Regions from separate parts of the Hordeum vulgare genome. Here all the other regions are linked to region 1. A link is a contact called in public Hi-C data. All regions are on one chromosome and are shown on one strand. The core of a region is the stretch at or near the end of the contact, and the rest is flanking DNA. Distances in the headings are between cores, read along the strand shown. Region 1 holds the start of LOC123404827 (protein CYTOKININ-RESPONSIVE GATA TRANSCRIPTION FACTOR 1-like). Region 2 holds the start of LOC123404456 (CASP-like protein 2D1). Region 3 holds the start of LOC123401002 (probable serine/threonine-protein kinase SIS8).

Region 1 (4,516 bases), core at 854-3,353:
GGCAAATCCGGGTTACTACATACTACTACTATCGAGCTTGTTCGCTTATTACCCTAGACATGTGATCACCCTCCTCTCTTCCTCTCCCTCTTCCTCCCTCTTCTCTCTATCCGTACGCCCTGATCGACCGATCTCCTCAATAACAGAAAACAATAAGATCACAAGATACAGAAAATATAACAAGACTAATATACTCGTGATATGCAAATCAAGTTGCATTCATCGGTGTCTAGTGTCTACTAGCTAGCTAGCTAGCTAATACTAGCTGCGAACAAGACCGCAGGATAGGGTCATGAGCAGCATGGCAGCGTCGGTGATCTCGTCTCGCACGAAAACGTGAGTGAACGCTGCCGGCGGATCGGCTTTGCTCAGTCTCTCCACCGTGGCGACGTCCTCGGACACAACGTGATCTTGATGCTTCGGAGTGGCGTCGACAGCCACGACCTTGGTGGAGGTAACGGTAGGATGATCAACCATCTTGCACCTCTTCTTGAAGGGCAGCGACCGGTCGAGGTCCGCAGCCCTCTTCTCCTTCTTTGTGGCCTTCACCGCTTGTGATGCTTCGCTTGTTTGCACGCCCCCGGACGCCACCCCGCCACTGGAAGCAGATGCCACCCCACCGTTGGCTCCGGTGGCCGCCGCTGCAGCCATCGCACGGCGAACCTTCCTTTGGCGTATGCCACATGCGTTGCAAAGAGACTGCATGAACCAATAGACGCATGAAAAAAGAACACTCAAATAAATATATGCGTGTAATTTGTACTACTGTGTTATATGTACTACATGTTAATATGAAGCAAATTAAAGTACATAGATTGAGCAGGTATAGATCATGAAGGTTGCCTATAGCAATATGTTTCACCTTGGGGCCACAAGGACCACTCCTCCACAAGGGGGTCTTGGTGGTGTTGCAGTCTGAGCACACTCTGATAACACCCATGGCATGCTGCAGCTGCTGGCTCTCATCAGCTTGGTGTGCTTGTGCCCTTCTCCTTGGCTTTCTCACCATCCCTCCTTGGGGATCATTCGTTGGCGCCTTTCTCATGATCCTCATCTTCACTGGCGGTTTGGCAGATGCCCACTGACTGGTCGATCCATCGCTAGCATGTGTGGCTTCGAAATCATAGGAATTGTATGAGGATCTCTGGATCATGTCACTGCCGATGCTTTGGATGGTAGGTCCGAACGGGGAACATGTGGCGAAGACGTCCGCAGATCCTCCGCCCATCATCATGCGATCATTGAACTAGAAGAGAAGAGAAATGCAAGCCAGGGAGCAGGATTATAAGAAGAGCTTGCTCGTACTAAAACCGCTGGAACACATCGATCTAGACATATGTATAGCTAGCTAGTTGTGATCCCCCTCACCTGCTGACTAGATTCACCAAAAAGATGCTGCCCCGAGTGCTGGTCTCCACAGCCTTGCCCTTGATGATCCACAGGGTTGTCGATCATGAAAGGGAACAAGATAGGAGGGTCCTTGGGTAGATGAAAGGCTTGAAAGTGCCCTTGATCTTGATCTCCATCCATTAGAGGGAGAGTAGATAGCTGGCTCATGTAGATAGTAGACATGTGAGAGGAGAGGAGGAACGAGAACGAGAACGAGAGATCTAGCTCTCAAGCTATCTGCAGGTGCTGTGAGCAGAGGTGGAAGAGATCAGGGTGGATATAAGGGGGACGCAGCTAGTTAGGGGTGGAGAGGTGTGTAGAGATCTGCAGTTGGAGGGGCAATTTACGGGGGCCCAGAGTGATCATGGACAGTGGAGAGTGACACGTCCTTTTTTTTGTAAAGGGGAGCTATTGGGAGCCAAGAGCTACTATCAAGCTAACATCTCTCTATATCTCTCTCTAGCTTGCACCTAGGGGGGACTTAGAAGGAAGTCTGTGATCCCTTTACTAGAGTGAGAAACAAAGTGAGAACTGGGACACAGCACGGGAAATTATAGGGATGAGGAAGCAAAAGTCGAACAAACACGTTATTAGACACTCTGCATGCAAACATTCGTTCCCAAGCTCAACCAAGATCCCATGCAACTGCAGCATGTGCCCCCCGCGGCCCACTCCTATGTTAAAAGTGTTTCTCATTTCAAGCAAACATACTGTTTGTAGATACTACTAAAAGTTCTCATCTTAGGCGCATTGAAAGCCTGAGGATTCACACATTTAGGTTAGTCCGGCAAAGAAGCACATTTTCTGCTTTGGATCCTTGGCGAAAAATGGTGGCTCTGAGATACGTTTTTAGCTGGATAAGTGGTTAGAAAATGTCACATTCTAGGAACAGTATCTAGCCTTATACCGTATTATACTCCCTCGGTTCCTAAATATAAGTCTTTTTAGAGATTTCATTTTATTTTTTTGAGAAACCAGCAGAAGCTCTGCCTTTTCATTAAAAAGAAGAGAATTGACCAGTTAATAAGGAAAACTGGCCGAAAACCGATACATAAGCAATGCACACACCGACCCCGAGGCCGCGCCCCTGACAAGTCGCCGACTCCTTCACCCGAGCAACCAGAGTTGACGCCCTACAACCATTTCCGGAGCCGCCGCTCCGACCTACAAAAGCAACAACACACACGCCGACCCCAGGGCCACGCCTCAGGCGAGCCGCCTGCTCCTCACCCGAGGATTACATACGGAGCAAAATGAGTGAATCTACACTCTAAAATAGGTCTATATACATCCGTATGTAGTTTGCATTGGAATCTCTAAAAAGACTTATATTTAGGAAAGGAGGAAGTAGGAGATAAGAATCATATTATTGCACAATTAATCAGCTCCTCTCACGAAGATATATATTTAGGTACGATTTGATTGGCCCTTGTCTAGTGTCATGGCAACATCTTCTATCCTGCGGTTAACATAGCACAAGGACAAGATTTGTTCCGCTTAAATCTAACTACAAATATGACATTTAAGATGACTAAGTGCGCGAGAATCATGGTGCCATCATCCACACCCAAAATTACCGGGATACGCCACCAATTCCCTCAGCGGGGCTTCAGTTCGGCCTAAAGTAAAAGATGTCGCCCGAGTGTGTAACCCTTTGAAGGACACAGCTACTGCAAGAGGTCGGGTTCAGGCCTTCTAAGAGCTTAAGGGCCAAGGTGCGGGAAAGAGGAAGACAGGGGCCTGTCAGAGGTCTCGAAGAGCACTTCTGTGACCTTCGCCACGCTCGGGGGCTACTGACGATGTCATACAACAGGGGTGGTCCATTAGGAAGAGCCCGACCCTAGGCCTCGTTAGGGGCCCCAAAGCCCAAGTCCGAGCAAAACCCTAAGGGTAGCGTCAAGGATCTTCTTGACGCCCAAGACGCAGATCATAGGTGCCCTAGATCGCATTTGTTCCCCCGTAAACCATAGACCTCCTCCATCTATATAAGGGGAGGTCAGCAGTCCTTCATCCCGTCTTATTTCAGATAGCAACTCTCGGTAGCAACATCAAACACCATTGTAAACCCCTCGCACAAGGTATTCCTCCACCATAAAATATCAGAGCGAGCAGGATGTAGTGTATTACTCTACGGAGGCCCGATCCTGAGTAAAACCTTTGTGCGACCTCCGACCTGAAACTTCCGGCTGCAGTTGGACCCCTACCGAGGGATCTGATGGTATTTCGCACCGTCGGCTATGTTATGTATGTTGGCTGGTGAGCCAGTGTGTTGCTACTCGATCTGATTGGGTTATTGATGTGAACCTTCTATGGCTTTATTTATACAGTCGGGCAATCACTTTTTAAAAAAAAAAGGTACTTGAAATGGAAATTTTTTTCCAATAAAGAAACTATATTTGTATAGAAGCTTGTACTTCCCAAATATGGTCTTAATGTATGTTAGCTCGCTCATAGTTAAGGCTCAAGCGGCCAAACTGAAGATCCCAACTCTTTTGTTGTTGTGTTCTCTTGGTATCAAAAGCTACTTTTTGACATGAAAACAGTACGGTGCAAGATTACAAAATAGCTCACTGCCAAAAGCTAATGTGGATCGTTATAGGATGTTTAATCGGTGTTTGTAATCACAACTATTTGTTATTAGCAATAATTCCGCCACAGCACAATCAGAAGAAGTGGCACTAAAACCTCATCAATTAAATAAGTTTAATTCTATACACGCTGGAATCTAACATTTTTCTTATTTCCTAGTGTTCCAAGTGTTACTCTGGAAGTCTGGAGTGCCAACTAGCAGTTGATATCAGATGAATCTGAATATTCTAGCGTGTAGATTTCACTAAAACTCATCGTTTAATCCATATCAATATGTGTTTAACTTTGCCAGAAAAACCAGAACTTCATTGCAAGTTGGTCAAAAAACAGACTTCTGTTTTTGATCTTCCACGCAAAAAACATGTAGACACGTCTTAACAGCTAAAATTTTAAGTTTGAGGGTCTACCGGCATAGATATATGATATAGCACGAGGGTTTCTGAAGTCACTACAGAAGAAGTACATTGCTCAGTACCCCCAAATTCTTCATGTACATATGTGCCATGTGATCATTAGAAAATGTTCTCTTGAATTGGCG
Region 2 (4,516 bases), core at 956-3,455, 770 kb after region 1:
TACGCTAGTATCAACTTTAGCAAAGGTCTTGCTCGAATACTTAGTGAACGACGAGTGGCCATTGACAAAACAAGCACTCGGATCTTGTGGGTACATTGTACAACATCTTTAAACTATTCATGTAGTTGTGTTCACACTCAAGGAGAGTTGGGAAGCCACCTTTAGACTACGTCCACATGTTTTGGGAGAATAACTTTTTGATGGGAATGAGATGTGATTTGATGGGAATGAGATGTGATATGATGGTGACGATGGTGACCTGATAAGGTCAAGTCAGAGTTGATTATAACTTTGTATGTTGATATTTGAAACATGTTGATATCAGGTGACTGATGTTTTGAAAGAGTGGGATGTGCATATGCTAGCAAAACTAGCTTTCCGCAAATGCTTAAACATAGTGTAAGAACATTTCCTCTTTGTACTAAGCCATTCATGCATAATCTGTTATATCATCAGGGTCGTCTCCAGAAATTTAGGGCCCGGGACGAAACACAAATGGAGTCATCAATTTTAAAATTCGAATAACAAAAGAAGTCTCCAAAGCATACCTCAGATTGAAGTGGCCAAGTAATACTTCGTAGCTATCCAAAGAAAATCTCATGTCGAAGCATACATAAATAGCTTAAACATGGCAAAAAAATACAAATAATAATAAGGGATACAAATGATATCAAATCAATAGTTTGGTTCATCCATTCCTGTCATATGTGTAGACATTCCAGTCGTTGCGGGGCACCAAACATGGAATAAAATTGATATAAAAATACATAAATTCAGGTTTAATCCTACATACTCACATTTATTTTTAGTTCAAAATCAGTTAATTGTTCAAATGAATCAATTTAGAAATTAACACATACAACATGTGAGTTCAAACTTCGAGTGCATCTCCTATTGTTGCTTGCCTTTCTCGGTCCAAGAAATTAGTAAATTACCCAGCGATTACTCGTTGTGGCAATGAGGATCACCGGTGTTTCTTGGCTTTGGAGTGGTAGCTTGTCTTCGGTGTAGCGGAGGAAAGGCCAGCGTCCAGCAGTTGGACGGAGGACGAGAATCACTTCCACGCATGGTATGCTGGTGCTAGCATGGAGCATCTAGTAGGGTAGCTGGACTCGGGAGAGCGGTCGTCGGTGACGCTCTACAGAATACCAGCAATTGTGGATTCACTGCACGGGACCATGCGAGGTCGTGAGAGGTGGCGGCGAGGGACTCGTGGAGCGGTCACCACCCTAGGGCTCAGGCTGTAGCGGGCCAAGCACATGGTTTACCTTCATGGTTTTTTCAATTGGGGGCCCCATGATTTTGGGGGCCTGTGCGGTCGGCCACCTTGGTCCCCCTCATCAGCGCGGTCGGTCACCTTGGTCCCCCTCATCAACGGGATTGTATATCATATTCGTCAGTATTCATTGCCTTGTATGTGGCAATTAACTTTGTTGGGCATAGAAGACCAGGAGTTTGGAGAAGAATTTTCGATGACGTTTAAATTAGGATACTTTCCCAGTTAATGTGCATCTTCGAAGTTGATTCCTACTCCTTGTGTTTCATTTGAACACTCATCCGGAGGGGCATTATGTAACAGATGTAAATTCTATTTCCTTCATTCCTAATATAAATTTTTAGGAGTTTCCATACGAACTGCATCAATTCAGGTTCACTATAGACATAATATACAGCGTACATTCATTCTTTTTTACTTTGTATGTGGTTCCTAATAAAATGTGTAAAACAATATATTTAGAAAAGAAAGAGTAAATAATAATAATAAAAAATTGAGGAAGAGTAGATAATAGTTGGGTGTACGCAGTTATGATTTCAGCGTTTCTTGGCTTTCCTCTCGTTCCCGTTTCACGCACCGCGGGTGGCGTTGCTTTTGCGCGGGTGCGGCCGCCGGGCTCACCACGACGCCGCGGGCCGAGCACGCGTGCACTCAGTGCCTGACGCCGCGTGTAATCCGTAGTGGAGGAGGCCAGACTAGCAACGTCGGCATCTGTGATCCGTCCCTACGACAGCTATGGTGTCGCACGCACCATGGTTACCAGAGAAAAAGGGCAATCTTTTCCCTAATGGTGAGAGACGGCTACCAACCGCTCTCAAACGGCTGGACACTCATCGGCGGCGCCACGTAACGGTGGATGGACGGCCGAGGCCATGTTGCCCCCGAAGGCCCGAACCCAACCAGTTTCTGCAGCACCACGCACGCGGCATTCTGTGGGCCAGCTCCGTTGCTCCAGCGTTCACATGAGGAGGCGCACGGGCCCGTGCGCTCTCGTATTTGGACACTAGTGCTCGTCTGAGAGTCCTCCTCCACCCCGGAAGGCCCCTCTGTTCACCGCACACGATTAGCAGGGGCATCGGTGAGGAAGATGACGACGAGGAGAAGGCCCTTCAAGGTCCCTGAGATGGCGCTGAGGGTGTGCGTGATCCCCCTCGCCTTGGCCTCCCTGTGGGAGATGGCCACCAACAAGCAAGCCGATGACACCTACGGGGAGATCAGCTTCTCCAACCTCTCAGGCTTCAAGTGAGCCTGCATAACCTCGTTTTTTGTTGTTGTTGTTGTTGAAATCCTGCTTGTGTTACGGATTCGGTTGTTGATTACTTAGGCTAATTTTTCCCGCGAGTACAGTACATGCCGTTTGGAGTTTGGATATGCTGGTTTCAGTTCCACATGAGATTACCTTTAGATTGTACTGCCTATAGCTTGTTTGCCGACTGAATTTCGCACATATCCACTGGTTAAGAAAAGATTTTTTTTCCCTGTCTTTCTTGCAGGTATTTAGTTTGCATCAACGCCGTCACTGCCGCCTATTCCGTGGCCTCCATCCTAATGCCATCCTTCAAGTCCCGCGCTCGCTACGATTGGCTGATTTTCCTCCTGGACCAGGTCCGATCATCACCATCTCGTTTCTCTTTTGCAATTTCAGATTCATCTTCACTAGTCTATGCGGGTAAAAAGCTAAGTACTACCTACAGTGCTAAGTTGCTAACGATTGAAAGCTTGGCGTCGCGCGCGCGGCCGGTGCAGGCGGCGGCGTACCTGCTGGTGACATCGTGCTCAGCGGCGGCGGAGCTGGTGTACCTCGCGAGGGAGGGCGACCGGGAGGTGTCGTGGGGCGAGGTGTGCTCCTACTTCGGTCGGTTCTGCGGCAGGGCCACCGTGTCCGTGGCGCTGCAGGCCGCCGCGCTGCTCTGCTTCGTCGCGCTCTCCCTCGTCTCCGCCTTCCGGGTCTTCCGCGAGTTCGACGGCCCTGCTGCTCATGTTGATTGCTCCGAGGACTCTGACTCCAAGCAGGCGCAAGAGCAAGGAGCAAGGTAGATGATCCATGATGAACAATCACTGATATTAGTGCAGTGCAGCCACATGTGAAATACTGTGAAATAATAAACTTTATAATTGGTGTTGGCCTTCTGAGTCTTGTCACATGTCATAGTAACATGCATTGTCCAACTTTTTTTTTTGGGGGGAACATGCATTGTCCAACTACTCTGTACATGCCATGACAAGCAATGAACAGTGTAAGAGCAAGAACTATGCTCTCACGAGAAAACAGATATTAGTGCAGTGCAGCCACATGCTGACAAAATAGGACCAGTCACACGATTAACATCGGGTACGAAGTGAGATGAGATTCCTGTTTCGTCTGTCACAACTGATCACTGGTTCTAGCAGTAATCAAGCCACGAGTGGAATTATCCTGCGACAAACTTGATCGGGCGCTGTTCTCCATGGCCACCACTATCACGATTAACGACGGTAGGCTCGCGCGTTTTTGGCATGATCGTTGGCTGCAGCCTGCAGGGAATGTGTACAATATTCAGTTCTGCCCAAGCATGGGCTGCTCTCACCGCTTGGGGGACGGGCAGCCACAACTAGAACATCACTTGTATGCTGATGACTTGACGCTTTTTGTGAATCCGGTTCAAGAGGACGACTGATCCTAATCCTATTCCAGGAGGTAACTGGCCTACGTACCAATTTTGCAAAGAGTGTTGCGTTGTCAATCCGTTGTGATGGTCTTGACCTCCAACAAGTGTTGCTGCCACTCGGGGTCCCAATTGGCACCTTTCCTTCTACCTACCTTGGGATGACGCTTTCTATCAAGAAGCTACAAAAAAATCATTACCTCAACATCATGTCCAAGTTTAACAACAAAATGACGGGATGAAAAGGCAAGCTAATGTCCAAGGGGAATATGTTGATCCTTGCGAAAGCGGTTCTTCAATCCCTCCTTGTCTACATGCTCTCATCGCATAAACCTCCAAAATGGCTACTAAAATGATTTGACCAACGCACTAGAGCCTGGTTTTGGTGTGCCGAAGAAGAATGCAATGCAGGACAATGCAGGGTAAGATGGGACGTCATCTGTCGCCCAAAACAGCTTGGAGGAGTTGGGATGCATGACATGGAAAAGTTTGCACCTGCATTCAGATTAAGATGGATTTGGCTACGATGGATTGATGCCAAAATTCCGATTGTTGGCGCAGGAGGACCATGTGATGATAGAGATTTTGCTATATT
Region 3 (4,516 bases), core at 1,322-3,821, 710 kb before region 1:
GGAGCCCATTCCGCATAGTTGCTACCATCGTCTTTTAGCTTGGTTTTCTCTAGGAACGCGTTGAAATTGAAGTTGACATGTGCGTTGGCCATTGGATCTACAATAGTTGTAAAGACATTTTTAGACTAAGTTCATGATAATTAAGTTCATCTAATCAAATTATATAATGAACTCCCACTTAGATAGACATCCCTCTCGTCATCCAAGTGATACATGATCCATATCGACCAGCCCATGTCCGGTCATCACGTGAGACGAACTAGTCATCAATGGTGAGCCTCTCCATGCTGATCGTATCATCCATACGACTTATGTTCGACCTTTCGATCTCTCGTATTCCGAGGCCATGTCTGTACATGCTAGGCTCGTCGAGTAAACCTAAGTGTTTTGCATGTTTAAATCTGGCTTACACCAGTTGTATGCGAACGTTAGAATCTATCACACCCGATCATCACGTGGTGATTCGATACAACGATCCTTCACAATGGTGCACACTTAGGGGAATACTTATCTCGAAATTTGATGAGGGATCATCTTATCTTTGCTATCGTCGTTCTAAGCAATAAGATGAAAAACATGATAAACATCACATGCAATCATATAGTGACATGATATGGCCATTATCATCTTGCGCCTTTGATCTCCATCTTCGGGCGCGGCATGATCATCATTGTCACCGGCATGATGATCTCCATCACTATGTCTCCATGAAGTCATCTCGCCAACTATTACTTCTACTACTACGGCTAACGGTTAGCAAAGTAAAGTAATCACATGGCGTTGCATCTCATACAATAAATTAAGACAACTCCTATGGCTCCTGTCGGTTGTCATACTCATCGGCATGCAAGTCGTGAATCCTATTACAAAAACATGATCAATTTCATACATCACATATATATCATCACATCCTTTTGGGCCATATCACATCACATAACATACCCTCCAAAAACAAGTTAGACGTCCTCTAATTGTTGTTGCAAGTTTTACTTGGCTGCTATGGGTTTCTCGCAAGAACGTTTCTTACCTATGTCACATCCACAACGTTGATATGCCAATGCTATTTACCCTTCATAAGGACCCTTTTCATCAAATTCAATTCGACTAAAGTGGGAGAGACAGACACCCGCTAGCCACCTTATGCAACAAGTGCATGTGAGGCGGTGGAACCAGTCTCACATAAGCGTACGTGTAAAGTCGGTATGAGTCGCTTCATCCCACAATACCGCCGAAAAAATATTGGACTAGTAACGGCAAGCAATTGACAAAATCATCGCCCACACTTTTGTGTTCTACCCGTGCATGGAATCTACGCATAGAACCTGGCTCTGATACCACTGTTGGGTAACGTAGTAGTAATTCAAAAAAATTCCTACGTCATACCATGATCTATCTAGGAGAAACCAGCAACGAGTGGGGTTGTAGAGCATCTTCATACCTTTGAAGATCGCTAAGCGAAAGCGTTAATATGAACGCGGTTGATGGAGTCGTACTCGCAGCGACTCAGATCGTGAAAGATTCCAATCTAAGCAGCAAACAACGGCGCCTCCACGTTCAACACACGTGCAGCCCGGTGACGTCTCCTTCACCTTGATCCAGCAAGGAGAGAGGAGAAGTTGAGGAAGAGCTCCAGCAGCACGACGAGAGGTAACGGTGGAGCTATGCAGTTCTCCGACAGGGCTTCGCCAAGCACCGTGAAGGAGGAGAAGAGGGAGAGGTAGGGCTGCGCCTTGGAGGGGTGTGGAGGTGTGTGCAGTCCTCCCAAACCCCTCTCTATATATAGGAGGGAGGGAGAGTAGTAATTCAAAATTTATCACACCTAGGGTTTACATCAGACCTGGATTTTTGTATCTCTTCAACGTCTAGCCTAGAAATCTCCGGGGCGAGATTCTTGTAAGGCGAGTAGGTCTGTCACACTCTATGTTTTGCCTTTCCTGACTAAATTAACATAGCTCAAAAATTAGGACCAAATATTTTTTGTGTGTGCTTTTGATGCTTGACTTGATTGTTGTTTGCTTGCTTGCTTGACCATGCTCTAAATCACAAAGGTTCTCCCTTCTCTCTATACCAATCTCCTTGCTCCAAATCTTTGCCCAATGACCATACCATGTGTATTGAACATGAAACTATTTTTTACCAACTAGGAGTATTATTTTGGCCAAAAAGAATTTATTTATTTTACATTTTCAAAAACTCCTGAATTAAGATTTGTACTACATGTCCTCAAATTAGGAAAGATGTTTTGCCTTAAATATTTTATTTAAATCCTACTCCCTCTGTCCCAAAATAACCGTCTCAACTTTATACTAGCTCTAGTACAAAATTGTACTAAGCTTAAGACACTTATTTTGGGACGGAGGGAGTATTATCAAAAGATGTATAATACACCAAAATATTATCTCAATACACTTTTCAATTTATAAGTTGTTGATTTATTTGGAACCAAAGAGACACTTAACCAACTTCACCTTCCTTCTCCCTGGGTAGCTCTGCCCTGAAACGGGAGACCGCACGTTACCATTTCAGTAGCATTTTATCGCTACCCTCACCCCACCCGACTACCACGCCAGTACTAGTAGCCAGTAGGAGGAAGAAAAGGGAAAAGAAAAGGAGGGGAAGATAGTACTGCTGCCGTCTTCGAGGCTTCACCGCGAGGAGGCGAAGGCGAAGCGAAGCAACGAATATATCGCCCAGGGCAACTGGGCGCGATAGAATATTTCGTGGGGAGGAATAGTACCCCGCAATTGGATGGATCTATGAGTAAGTAGCAGATTTTTAATAGCTCCGCCCGCGGATTAGCTAGCTAGCTAGCTAGCCGTGTTGGATTGGATCGAGGAGGAGGAAGAAGAAGAGGCTCCTCGAAACCCTCGCCGCGCCGGATGCCCCCTCGCTGCCGCCGGACATGTCACGCATGAAGCACCTCCTCCGCAAGCTCCACCTCTCCGGCGCCGGCGCTGGCAACGCCAGCGCCGGCGGGGCCACTGCGGCGACCCCGTCCCCCGACCACCACCGCCCGCGGCAACGGCGCTCGGCCCACTCGCCTCTGCCGCCGCCGGTCGTGGCCGCCGCGGCTGTTGCCGAACTTCCGCTGCCCGCCCCGGCTGCTGCGGCGCCCGAGGAGCCGACGGGGATGGGGGTGGAGACGACCATGACGCGCTTGGAGGAGGAGTACCACGTGCGGCTCGCCCTCGCGATCTCGGCGTCGGATCCCGCGGGGCTCGTCGATCCGGACTCCGTTCAGATGCGCGCGGCCGAGCGCATCAGCCTGGGTGGCCCGGCAGCCGCGCCTGGGGACCGGACCACCATGGAGGCCCTCTCCGCCCGCTACTGGAACCACAACGTCGTCAACTACGATGAGAAGCTCTCCGATGGGTTCTACGACGTCTGTGGCGCACCCATGGATCCGGGATTCCAGGTCAAATTCCCATCCTTGAGCAGCCTCAGGGCGATCCCTGTAGGGCGAGATGTCGCTTATGTCGCCATTTTGGTGAACCGGGAGCGTGATCCCACGTTGAAGCGCCTTGAGGGGACAGCAATTGCGATTGCTGCACAAAGTAGGGCAGAACGCGGTGGAATTGCGTCAGCTGAGCTTGTACAGAAGATAGCTAGCCTAGTAGTTGATGCCATGGGTGGTGTGGTGGAGGATGCTGATGCGATGAACAGGGAATGGTCCACAAAGAGCCGGCAGCTCTGTGCTGGGCTAAACAGTATTGCCCTTCCTCTTGGTTCACTTGGAATTGGGCTCTCGCGCCACAGATCTCTGCTTTTTAAGGTTAGTACCTCTGCAAGTGTCCTGTGTTCATGTGACCGATAACGTACCACATTACATTATATCTCGACTGTAGCAAATGTGGAATTGGTTGATGCTAATAATTCCCAGTCACATCGCATAGTTTGTATTGTGTAACTGCTGTTTAGAGTATTTACTTTTGAAGATTAGTTGCCTAACAACCAAGATAACTAGTGAAGAAGTTATGGTAGTCGAATAAAGTAGTTATCGTAGTTTGCTATGCTTCGTTGATTCATGGATCTGCTGCACCAGATGCATAGTTTAAAAGGGCTGCAATTCTGGATCATGGATTTGCTGCACCATACATGTAGTAGATGCCGTAAGATTATTCATTTAGTTTTTTTATTGCCTTCTGTAGTGGAAAGTTTTGCTATTCAGTAGGATCCCCTGAGCAAGAAAACAACTCATCAAAATGGTTTCAGGTACTAGCTGACCGAGTTAATCTCCCATGCAAGCTTGTCAAAGGAATATGTTATACTGGAACAGATGAAGGTGCTATTAACTTTGTTAAAATCGACTTTGACAGGTCTGTTCCTTGTATTATTTCTAACTATCTTTTCGTATTTGATCTTTAGTATATTTAATCTATTGACGTACAAAAACAATCTTATGGGGCTTTTGCAGTGCTGAATATATTGTCGACTTAATGGGAGCTCCAGGCACCTTAATACCTTCAGAGATTTCTGTCAGTCAATTTCAGGACTCCAACAATAGTCAACTGAGCAG

What was found. Hi-C and Micro-C count contacts between places; a contact is called where the count stands out from the background.
Region 2: a contact with region 1 is called in a Hi-C map of leaf, with 3 times the contacts expected there. The contact joins the promoter of LOC123404456 here to the promoter of LOC123404827 in region 1. A contact is called at or near these places in 2 of 6 Hi-C or Micro-C datasets (leaf and seedling).
Region 3: a contact with region 1 is called in a Hi-C map of leaf, with 4 times the contacts expected there. The contact joins the promoter of LOC123401002 here to the promoter of LOC123404827 in region 1. A contact is called at or near these places in 3 of 6 Hi-C or Micro-C datasets (leaf and seedling).

Annotation. Positions count from the first base shown.
Region 1 is chr6H:202,077,464-202,081,979 of MorexV3_pseudomolecules_assembly, reverse strand. It overlaps LOC123404827 (protein CYTOKININ-RESPONSIVE GATA TRANSCRIPTION FACTOR 1-like), which reads right to left and starts at 2,103. Exons shown (of 3, transcript XM_045098771.1): 1 at 1,369-2,103; 2 at 863-1,246; 3 at 1-699. The coding sequence starts at 1,572. The coding sequence ends at 262.
Region 2 is chr6H:201,311,461-201,315,976 of MorexV3_pseudomolecules_assembly, reverse strand. LOC123404456 (CASP-like protein 2D1) reads left to right here and starts at 2,205. Exons shown (of 3, transcript XM_045098389.1): 1 at 2,205-2,518; 2 at 2,770-2,881; 3 at 3,023-3,409. The coding sequence starts at 2,364. The coding sequence ends at 3,313.
Region 3 is chr6H:202,792,353-202,796,868 of MorexV3_pseudomolecules_assembly, reverse strand. It overlaps LOC123401002 (probable serine/threonine-protein kinase SIS8), which reads left to right and starts at 2,571. Exons shown (of 12, transcript XM_045094718.1): 1 at 2,571-3,772; 2 at 4,213-4,316; 3 at 4,415-4,516. The coding sequence starts at 2,903.